Linked DNA regions of Sus scrofa: region 2 is linked to region 1. Evidence: chromatin contacts called from public HiChIP or PLAC-seq data. All regions are on one chromosome and are shown on one strand. The core of a region is the stretch at or near the end of the contact, and the rest is flanking DNA. Distances in the headings are between cores, read along the strand shown.

What was found. HiChIP or PLAC-seq counts read pairs in DNA pulled down with a chosen protein or histone mark.
Region 2: a contact with region 1 is called in an H3K27ac HiChIP or PLAC-seq map of alveolar macrophages. The contact joins the promoter of ZCCHC3 here to the promoter of CSNK2A1 in region 1. A contact is called at or near these places in 1 of 5 promoter capture datasets (fetal liver) and 1 of 2 datasets of contacts at active chromatin or transcription factors (alveolar macrophages).

What each region holds. Positions count from the first base shown.
Region 1 is chr17:34,691,011-34,696,259 of Sscrofa11.1, forward strand. It overlaps CSNK2A1 (casein kinase II subunit alpha), which reads left to right and starts at 1,950. Exons shown (of 13, transcript XM_003134359.5): 1 at 1,950-2,111. It overlaps LOC110257457 (a long non-coding RNA gene), which reads right to left and starts at 1,911. Exons shown (of 3, transcript XR_002340068.1): 1 at 1,706-1,911.
Region 2 is chr17:34,883,642-34,888,890 of Sscrofa11.1, forward strand. ZCCHC3 (zinc finger CCHC domain-containing protein 3) reads right to left here and starts at 1,991. Exons shown (of 1, transcript XM_003134368.4): 1 at 1-1,991. The coding sequence starts at 1,847. The coding sequence ends at 639.

The DNA of each region.
Region 1 (5,249 bases), core at 700-3,199:
ACTTTCTGAACCACTCAACTGGAGGTTCTCCCCCTTTTTCATTCTTTTCCACAGCTATTTATCTTATTCCTTCATAGCACTTACTGCTACCTGAAATTATTTTGTTACTCTTTTGTTTACCTTTGCATTACTTATCACTTTAGAAGGTGAGCTTCATGAGGAACTGGTATCTGTCTTGCTCATACCACATCCCCAGCACCTAGCACACTGTCTGGTGCATGACAAGTGATTAACAGCTGTGAATTGAATGCGAACAAAGATGGGGGGGGGGCGCGGAGGAACCACAAGAGCTGAAAAGAAGTGGTCCAAAAGCTAAGTGAAGGTGTCATTTCCTGGAAGAGGGCTTCACAGAAATCTTGGAATCATCTTGTCTAACTGCTTCAGTCCACAAGAGGGGAAACCAAGCCCCATAAAGGAAGAATAACCACCAGCCTGAGGGCACCTATAGTGCCATTTCGGTGCACTCTCAGCCCCCTGAGGTCAAATGCCACAGACCTGTCTGACAGACGAGCCCCAAAAAGGGTCATGGCCACTTCCTTGAGGCCATCACTACGTCTACAGCTGCCACCACCCTCATCCCACAGAGGAGGAGATTGTCTCTTTGGGAGCAGAGGTGCCAATCAGCTGACGAACTGTGAAAGGGGGACTGGAGAGGGTGGGGAGGGCCATCCCTGGGTCAAGCAGCTATTCTGAGGCAGCTCAGGGATAAGAGCTGGTACCAAAATAACCCAGCCTCCTCACCCTTGTTCCAGACCTCACACCTCTGTCTGAGGCTAACACTTGAATTCCTCTCAGTAACACTTAAGACACCAGCTTTTAGCAGGGCCTGCAGGGAACAGGGTGATCATCAGACTCAGCCCTGTCCACTGGGGGCTCACAGTCTGATGGAAGGGGCAGGTTAGGGTTGCTGAGTAACGGTGCCTAGGTCTGGAGGAACTAAAGGGAGGAAAGATCCACAAAGGAAAGGATCCCTGAATTAGTTCGAGTAACATACAGAAGTTAGCCGGTCCAGGAGGTGACAGGAACAGAAGTAACTGCCCGTGCAAAGGGAAGGAGGCAACACAGATAAGTTCCAGGAATAGTCTGCAGTTTTAGTGAGTGGGCGCATCAGGAAGCTGAAGTAAGAGGGGTAGAAGAGGCTGGGGATAGGGTGTGGGGAGTGTCCAAATTATGCAGGAACTTGGATGTCAAGAGAAGAGCTTGGGCTGTCTTTGCTGCACAAAGGAAAGCCTTGAAAGGTTTTCAACCAAGAGGACGTCAAGATCAGTTTTGCACGGTAGAAAGTGCCCTGTAGCTGCCTTAGGAAGATAGCTCAGGCAAGCGGGGTGGAGGAGCGGCAGATCGAAGGGAGAAAATTTATCCTGCATGGGCAGCTCTAACTAGGACTCCTGTATGAGGGAGGAACCGGGTCTCAATCTCTAGAGGGCTAGTACCATCACCTCCTCGACTCCTGCGCCACACCACTCCCGGGGTCCAACTTTCGTTCACTTGTTCCAGAACTCGAAGTCTGAGCAGAAAAAAAATGTGCTGCTAAAGCCCTGACCCTAAACGAGGGACCACAGCAAGAGACTTCAATTCCCAAAATGCTTCGCTCTACAGCTCTGCAGGTCGCGCATGCTTCTTTTCAAGAAAGGCGGGCCAGCTTGCAGACTGCTAGGACTCGCCAGCGGGGTGAAGTGCGGGAAACTAGGGACCGCCATCTTACCTTGGGTCAAACCAACTGTACACTTAGTGGGAGGTTCGTGTTCTCTCTCTCGTCAGTTCATACAGGCGCTGAAATAAAATGTGCTTAATTACTACAAGCTTCGCTTTTATGCTTTATGTCGAGAACTCCTTCCATTTTGCACCCTGGTCCGGAACTGAACCCCTAGCGTACAATAGGACATCCCACCATGGCCGCACTCTGCTACAGTCAGCTGGGGGCGGAGTCGGAAGCGGTCCCGCCCCGCCTCCCGGTCCGAGGGGGTTTCCGCTTCCGGCAGCGGCGGCTGCAGCCTCGCTCTGGGCCCTGCGGCTGGCGGCCGAGCCGTGTGTCTCCTCCTCCGCCGCCGCCATATTGTCTGTGTGAGGAGAGGGGAGTGCGGCCGCCACCGCTGCCGCTTCCACCACAGGTACCGTGGGAGTCGCCAGGCGAGGTCGTTGTGGAGTGGGGTTGGGCCCAGGATGGGGCAGTGGGGCGCGGCCGCCTCTCACGCTTCCAGCGGACTCCCGAGCGGCCCTTCGCCTTCCCCTGCCCCCCCCTCTACACACACACCAGCCGGGGCCCCTGCAGCCCATCGGGGAGGCCTGGGGCCATCCCCTAGGGCGGGGAGTGAGGCTGGGGGGCAGAGGCTGATGTGAGGGTGGGAACTGGCTCTCGAGAGTCCGGCTTATTGCTGGGGAGAGGGCTGGGTCGGGGCGGAGACTAGGGGGCAACTTGGAGGAGGGGGTCGCCAGAGGGGGAAGGGAGCTTGAGGGGTGGGGCCGCAGGGGGGATGCTGGAGGAGGGTGCCTAGGGGAGTGGTGCCGGCTGTGTAGGCTGGGGTGGGCCCTCTCGCGGAGCACAGCAGCTGGAGTGAGGGCCTACTAAGGTCCCTCTGGGCAAGGCTGGGCTTCCCACCTGCACACTAGAGTGCAAGGTGGAGGGACCCGGGGCGAGGTCACTGGGGATAAAGGGGAAGGGAACCACGTAGTGGGGCAGAACGGGTAGAGTTGAATGAAGTTAAGGGTTAGTTGGGAGCTTGGTGGAAGAGGAGAGGTATTTCGAATGAAAGGTTGACTGAGAGTATACATGTTAGTTTGTGACCTTTTGAAGAGTAGGACTTTAATTTTGTTTTTGTTTTTCGGTTGTTGTGGGGGGGGTTGTTTCGTTTTTTTTGTTTTTTGTTTTTGCAGCATTGGAACATTTCTAGCCTTGGCAGGTCATGGGTGGAGCTTATGTAGTTTGTTTTTGGGGAAGCAAAGTCAGGGTCAGGAGAAGTGGTTTCTTGGCTATCGCTCTTGTGGGAAGGCAAGAGTTTTGGAAAAGAGGTGGCAAATTAGGGAAGACTTGATTAACTTTCAACTGCTAAATTTTATGAGAAGGGGTCTTGGAGAGAGAAAATGAGAAGAAAGCTAGAAAAGGAAGATTTTTCTAAGAGTTGGAAGACCCCATTCCATCTAAGGAGTGGCAGTAAATATCTAGATTCTCAAATATAAGTGCCACTGCTACTTAGCTGTAAGCCTCAGTTTTCCTATCTGTAAAATGGGGGTGATGATATTTCCTAGATGATAAGTTTATGATGAGGAATAAATAAGATAATTTGTGTCAAGTGCTTACCACAGTGCCCTGCAGGTGGTAAGTGCTCACTTTTATTAAAGGAACTAAATGGTATATTTGAGGTTCCTCAATTCTAGGTAAAATTTATGGTCAGTAATCTTACAGGCAAGCCTTCAGAGTATTATATTTGTAGTTGTTGCAGTGTTTTTCTTTTGTTGTAAGTCACTTGGCTTAACTGGCTTGGTGGACCTTGGGCTGAAAGACCAAGACCAACACTAGTTCTTCCTCATTGTCATTTTTAAAAGTTTACCTGCAGTTTTACATAGGCAGGTTTTTCCCCCCTGTGACTGAAATACTTGACTTTCTTTTGCTACTGGGGAAGGGTGTATGACTTGAAAGAATAAAAATATTTGAAGTTTGCATAGATTGGTTGATCAGCTGACTACAAAATTAGGTCACCCTGGGGTAACATTTGTTTAAAAACAAAAACCAAACATGGCTAGGTGTATCATGGAATACGATAGAGAAGAGTATCACACATTTAAGGGGGAGCAGTAGGTTAGTTTCTGCCTAATGGGTTAATTGCCTTGCTATTGGGGATGAAACAAGTAGCAGCTTCTTTTTTTCAGTGTATTTTTAGTTCTCTTGTTGCCTAGTCACTCTCTTCCAGGGTGAGTCCTTGATTTTACCATTGTCTCTATCTCTGAACATACCCCTTCACTTCACATTCTCTTTTGGATAAAGGAGAGATTTTCTTTGGGAACTGAGTTTAAAGCCTTAAAACTTAGGGTTTGGTTTTGTAGTAGGCAGAATGACCACCACCACCCAAGATATCCAAACTCTAATTCCCAGAATCTGTAAATATGTTAGGTAGTAAAAGGGGCTTTGCAGATGTAATTAGGGTTAAGCATCTTAAAATAGGAAGATTATCCTGGATTTGTGGGTAGGCCCAGTCTAATCACATGAACTCTTAAAAGCAGAGAACTTTCTCCAGCTGGGAGTCAGAGAGTTGGGGCAGAAGGGGAAATCAGAGAGAATCGAATCATGAGAGGGACTCCATTTGCTGTTGCTAGAGGGGGCCACATGGAAAGCATGAGAAGGAATGCGGGGAGCCTCTAGTAACAAAGACCAGCCCCGGCTGACAGCCAGCAAGGAAATGAAGACCTCAGTCCTACAACCAAGAGGAACTGAATTTGACCAACAACCTGAATGAGCTTGAAAGTGGATTCTTCCTCAGTGTCCAGCAAGGAAAACACCTTGATTTTGGCCTTGTGAGACCCTAAGCAGAAGCCCACCAAACTTCTGACCTACAGAAACTGTGAGATAATAAATTTCTATTGTTTTAAGCCACTATGTTTGTGGTTTTGTTATGGCAGCAATAGAACACTAGTATAGATTTTGGTACCAGGAGTGGGGTACTGTTACCTAAAAATGTGGAAGTGGCAGAAGAGGCCAACACATTTTTGAGGAGCAAAATAGAAAAGGCCTACAACAGATTGATAGTAGTAGTGGGGGCTCAGGTGGAAATGAGGTGTGCATTGGAAAGGAGGAAAGAGAATCTTTGTTACATGGTGGCAGATAAGCTTAGAATTGTGTCCTGTGGTCATGTGGAAAAGTAAACTTACAAGTGATGGACCTGGATATCTAGCTGAGATTTCCAAGCAAAGTATTGAAGGTACAGCCTCGTTTATTTGTGGGTGTGAGTCTTAACAGTGACCTCATTTCATGTAAACCAACAAATTCGAGCAAATTCATGTAAAGCTGCTAGATTCTTGAGCTTTTTTTTTTCCTTTTCTTTTCTTTTTTTTTGCCACACCCATGGCATGTGGAAGTTTCTGAGCCATGGACAAGCCTGCACCATAGTAGCAACCCAAACCATTGCAGTGACAATGCCAGGTCCTTGACCTGCTATGTCACAAGGGAACTCCTTGAGCATTTTATATTAGCAGAAACAATGCCAGCTGGAATTGAAAAAGAGTAGGAAGTTAAAGAGAGCTGTCACATCCCGCCC
Region 2 (5,249 bases), core at 741-3,240, 190 kb after region 1:
GAGCCACTGAAAGTGCTGTCACCAAGTCCACGCATTTTAATGCCATAAGAGAGGCCCTTGGCCACCATGCAGAGCTTATTGACTCAGATTACAGACACTTCTAACAACACTGGTTTCACAAATTCTCAGACCACACAGATTAGAAGCAGCAAATTAAAAGGGGTAAGGGATGAGCTGCAAAAGATAAGACACCCTGACAAAAGCCACAGTCAACAATGTTCTCAGTTCAACAAACACTGATGGAGTGCCTACCATGTGCTGGGCCCCTACCTAGCGCTGGGGCATAAAGATGAGCAAGGCAGCCCAAAGGGTGGATATCCAGGGAGAAGACAAGGCGTGGGGAATAAAAAGTACCAGAAAAAAAAAAAATCCTCGAATACAAAACAGAAAACAAAGTTTAAAAAAGGGAGGGGCGACATATCTGCACGCTACAGTTCTCGGTCATCGTTAGTGACAACAGTCACCAAATTCAGTAAAGGCTGAAATGGAGTAAACTCGGTTTAGGAAGGCAGAGCGAGACGTCTCTTGCAGGTTTAAGAAGATCTCCTTCGAAGACGATAAAAAATGGTTTAAAAAAAGTTTTGGCACTTAAGAGGGGTAAGCTGGCTCTGTGTTCACCTTGGCAGGCAGGCGGGTGTTCAGTGCCCGGCCACGCCGGTTAGCTGAGCTGCCACGGAATTGTGAACGGCTTTGGGACACTGGGCAAAGGCGTGTCCTCGCTTGCCACAGAGGTTGCAGACGATGCCCTTCCGGCAGTAAGGGCTCAGGTGCCCTTCCTCCCCGCACCTGAAGCACCTGTCCTGTGTGCAGCTGCCGCTCATGTGGGTCCGGGAACCACATTTAAAGCACGTCTTGGGCTGCCCTTTGTACCAACTGTAGCCCCTCTCGGCCCCCAGGAAGAAGGCTCCCGGCAGGTGCCTGACCCCGCCCTCCCCCTGGCGCAGCTCGATCTCGCACTTGTACTCCCCGGTCCAGATCCCAAACCTGTCGGTCACTTTCACTGGCACGGCCAGCACATCGCAGTGGCGCTTGAGCCAGGTCACGATGTCCTCCACGTCCACCGTCTCGTTCCGGAAGAGGATGAAGAGCGTCTTCAAGCTGGACTTGCTCCGCCCCAGCACCACAAAGTTCTCCCAGCAGTCCTCCTGCTCGCGCTTCTCCTCGTAGACGCGTAGGAACAGGGCCAGTTTCTCCGCGGAGCGGAAGCTCACGTCGAACTCGCGGCTGCCGGGAATCTGGATAACCGCGTAGATGTCGCTCGGGTCCATGCCGATGGAGCGCAGGATGAGCGCGCCCACTACGAAGTCCCGGGTCGGGCAAGCGCCTTCGTCTCCCTGGAAACAGATGCGCACGAGAAAGCGGCCCTTGCCCGGGCCCGCCCCGGGGCCCGTCGCCGCCGCCGTCTCGTCCTGGGGAGGCCGCTCGGCCGCGTCCTCGGCCGCGCCGGGCCTGCTCGGGCCCGCCATGGCCGCCACCTCGGCCTTCTTCCTCCTGCCTGCCTCGGCTGCGCCCTTCTTCTTGCGGGCGTCCGCCGCCTCGCCGGCCGGGTCCCTTCGGCGACCCTTCGGGTCCCCGCGGCCGGCCGGGGGGAAGTCGCCGAGGCCCGGCGCTGCCAGGCCCGCGGGGGCGCAAAGCCCGCCTCCTGCGCCGCCTTCTTCCTCCCGCCGCGGCGGCCGCGACTCGCGGAATTCGCCCTTCTTTTCGGCCAGGTTCTTCACGACCTGGGCCCAGCCCATCTTCTCGCGGCCGCCCTCAGCTTCCTCAGCCCTGGGCGCCGGGCGCCCGGGGGGCAGGAGCTGCGGCCGCCCCCTCTTCCTCTCCTCCTCCGCGCCGCCGCCGGTGGCCATTTTACCTCCTTCCCAGCATCCTCCACTCGCTCCCTCAGCCAAAGGGCGCCCATCGCGCGCGCCCGCCCGCCCGGGGCTGTGGGGGTTTGGGCTTTTTTTTTTTTTTGAAATTCGACGCTTCTCTCCCCCGCCCCGCCGAAGGTATTTACTTGCAGCGCTCAGTGGCCCCGCGAGCCGGGAACCCCCTGGTAACGGCCGGGCCGCGTTTCCGCCGGCGCTCGTTCCAACCCCACCTCCTCGGCATCGAAGCGGGATGGGGCGCTTGGAGCGCGTCCCTGCCCCTTGCGAGAGTTTGGCAGCCTTGGGTCTCGCTCTCGAGGATTTGGTATTTCGCAAGCGGTCCTCGATGATTTCATTCAAGCAGCTTTACAAACGGCCCACAGCCCGAAGGCGGGACGGGGTTGAGGAAGATTTCGCCCATTTTGTTTTCGTTTTTGTACCTTTTCTATTAAAAAAAAAAAAAAGACAAAAACAAAACTTAGCTCTCCCCTCCTCTCAAAGCAGGTCACACTGCATTATTTTTCCAACGTTGGATCATGGACATTTTCAAACATAGGAAGTTGAAAGAATTGTGCACTTTAACTTTTTAACTATTTTAACTTTCTGTCATTAAAGTTTTAATAGACCTTATCACACTACCTCTATCCCTCCTCACCTCCTGTTTTTTGATACATTTCCAAGTAAGTCAGACTGCCTTATTTTTAAAAAAGACTTCCATCATATTCATGATGACGATGACATTGAGCGCTGAAGTGTCCAGTAACTGTTCTAAGCACATTGCAAGCTTTATCACATGGAGTCTTCCAAAACAATCCCGTGAATACACCCGTTTTACCAGCGGCAGGGGCTTGGAGATTGGGATTAAATCACTTGGTCAAGGGGCAGAATTAATAGGCAGCCCCATGCCTAGGGGGGCTTCTACCTCTTTGCTTCTGACATTGTGGATCAAGGACTGTTTGGATTAGATTCTCCAGGAACCCCCGTCTAAAACAGGTTCCCTAACTGAAGTTAGCAGGGGACACAGTCTCTTATTTCTCCCTCATCTGTGTCAACTGGTGCTTCGGAAGCACTGATAAAATTTGGGTGGTTGAGGGGGTGAGATTAACAGCACCTTTCCTCATGTTGTTTTCTTTGCCATAGCTGCGCTTGCATTTCAGGGTGTTCCAGTGATCCTCTGGGTTTAGTGAAAGAAAAGGTGGATTGTGGAGTCAGGGACCCTGGTTTGAATCTGACTGCTTCAGAGCTCAGCTTTGTCGCATGGGGCCAATGACCTCAGTTTTCATAGCTTAATTTGCTCATCCATAACAAAAAGATATTAATATCTCCTCTCAGAGGACTAACATGGGGGTTCAGGAGATAACCTGGGTGGAAGAGCTTGGTCCACAATGGGTTTCCAGGAGAAGTTATTTTTCCTTTCTGCCTCTGTTGGATTCGTTCCTATTTCTCTTGCAGTTCTTAGGAGCCCCGTGCGTTGTTTTCTTAAGATCTTTCCCTTTACCCCAATTCCAGTATGAACTCAGGAAGCCAGCCTCTCCAACTCTTGTGCCGTGCGAATCTTCCAGTTCCCTCACTTTATAACCTCTGCCATGCTTTCCTCTATCCCCTCTCCTCCACCCATGTCCGTGCCCATTAACCAGAAACGTCAAATCTTAGATTCACGCATTCCCCCCTTTTGTTCTTTCTGCTTGCCTGCTAATATCTTTCCATGCGGATGATGTTTGCATAACCAAACAGAACCTATGTATTTTAAATAATCCCTTTTATTCCTCATACCCTAACTCCCTCTCCCCACCCCCACTCCAGCATACAATCAAATATCTATAAGGATCTGGAAGGTACCATAAATAAGGAAATGGGGGGAGGGAACTGGTGGGCACATATTCTATCTGAATACGGGCAGCTGCTAGTCAACTCCAGTCCCCGCTGTGGCCAGATCTTCCTGTTTTTAAGAGAAGCCTGAACTCCAGTTTCTTTTTAAAATGGGAAACAGTCTTTCTTCTCCTTCTTCACAGTTGTCTTGGCTATATTTGGATCCTCTGTATAAATTTTAGAACCAGACTAGTAAGTGCCAGGAAACCACTTTTGGGAATTTTAATTGGGCTTGCTTTGCATTTATACAGAATTGCCATGTTGTGATACTGAATCTCCTCATTTATGACCCTACTGGATTTCTCATTTATTTGTCTTATTTTATGAATTTCAATAGCATTTATAGTTTTCTTCAAAAAGTTCTTGAATAATTTTTTTGGAGGGATTTATTCCGAAGTACCTTGGTTGCTATTGTAAATGGTTTATTTGTTTGTTTATTGTCTTTTTAGGGCTGCACCTGTGGCATATGGAAGTTCTCAGACAAGGGTTTGAATCTGAGCTCCAGCTGCAGCCTATGCCACAGCCATACCAACACCAGATCCTTAACCCACTGAGTGAGGCTAGGGATCGAATCTGCATCCTCATGGATACTAATTGGGTTCTTAACCTGCTGAGCCGCAACAGGAACTCCTATAAATGGTATCTTTAGAAACTACATATTTGTTATTAGTATTTAAAGGAAACACAAGGAGTTCTTACTGTGGTGCAGTGTGTTAATGATCTAGTTTGTCTCTGTGGAGGCGTGGACTCTAGCCCTGGCTCCACACAGTTGCAGCAGGGGTGTAGGCCGCAGCTCAGGTCTGGCTCGGATTCAGTCCCTAGCCCAAGAATATCCATATGCCATGGGTGCGTCAGAAAAAGAAAGAAAAAAAATTAAAGGAAATACAATTGAGTTTTTGGTACTGAACTCATATCTAGCAATAAGGCTGAACTCTTTTAAGATTTCCAATGGCATTTGGAATCACTTTGCTTTTCTATGTTGACAATCACATTGTCTGTAAATAATGAAGGTTTTTTTCCCTCTTTCTGTTCAGATCTTATACTTTTTCTTGTTTTACTGCATTAGGCAGGACCCCAGGACCCCTCACATAATATGTATGTGTGTATGGCAATATATATATATATTATATCATATATTAGGCTTTTTTTTTTTAAGGAAAAAATAGTTTTTATTTCTTTGCCAGGCAAAGGAGGTCACAGCAGGCTAATGCCCTAAAGACTGCGCCCTTCTTTGAGAGAGAGTAGGAGATGGTCTTATAGTTTGGGGAGTAGAAAATAGGGCCACAGATGAGGATCAAAGTAGTTGCAAGTTTTCATTCTTCTTCAAACTGGTGTTTAGTAGCCCCAGGACTGGTTCTGGTGGTCCTCCTTTCTGGAATGAAAAATGCTCCATCAAGTAGTTACCATCTTTCATTTGTTGGGGGTTTTAGTTCTGCAGAAGAACTCAAAAATACTAATCTATATCTATATCTACAGTTTGAGGAGGAAGCAGGACCCCGCCCCAAGGCTGCACTTTTTTCTCGACTGCTCCCC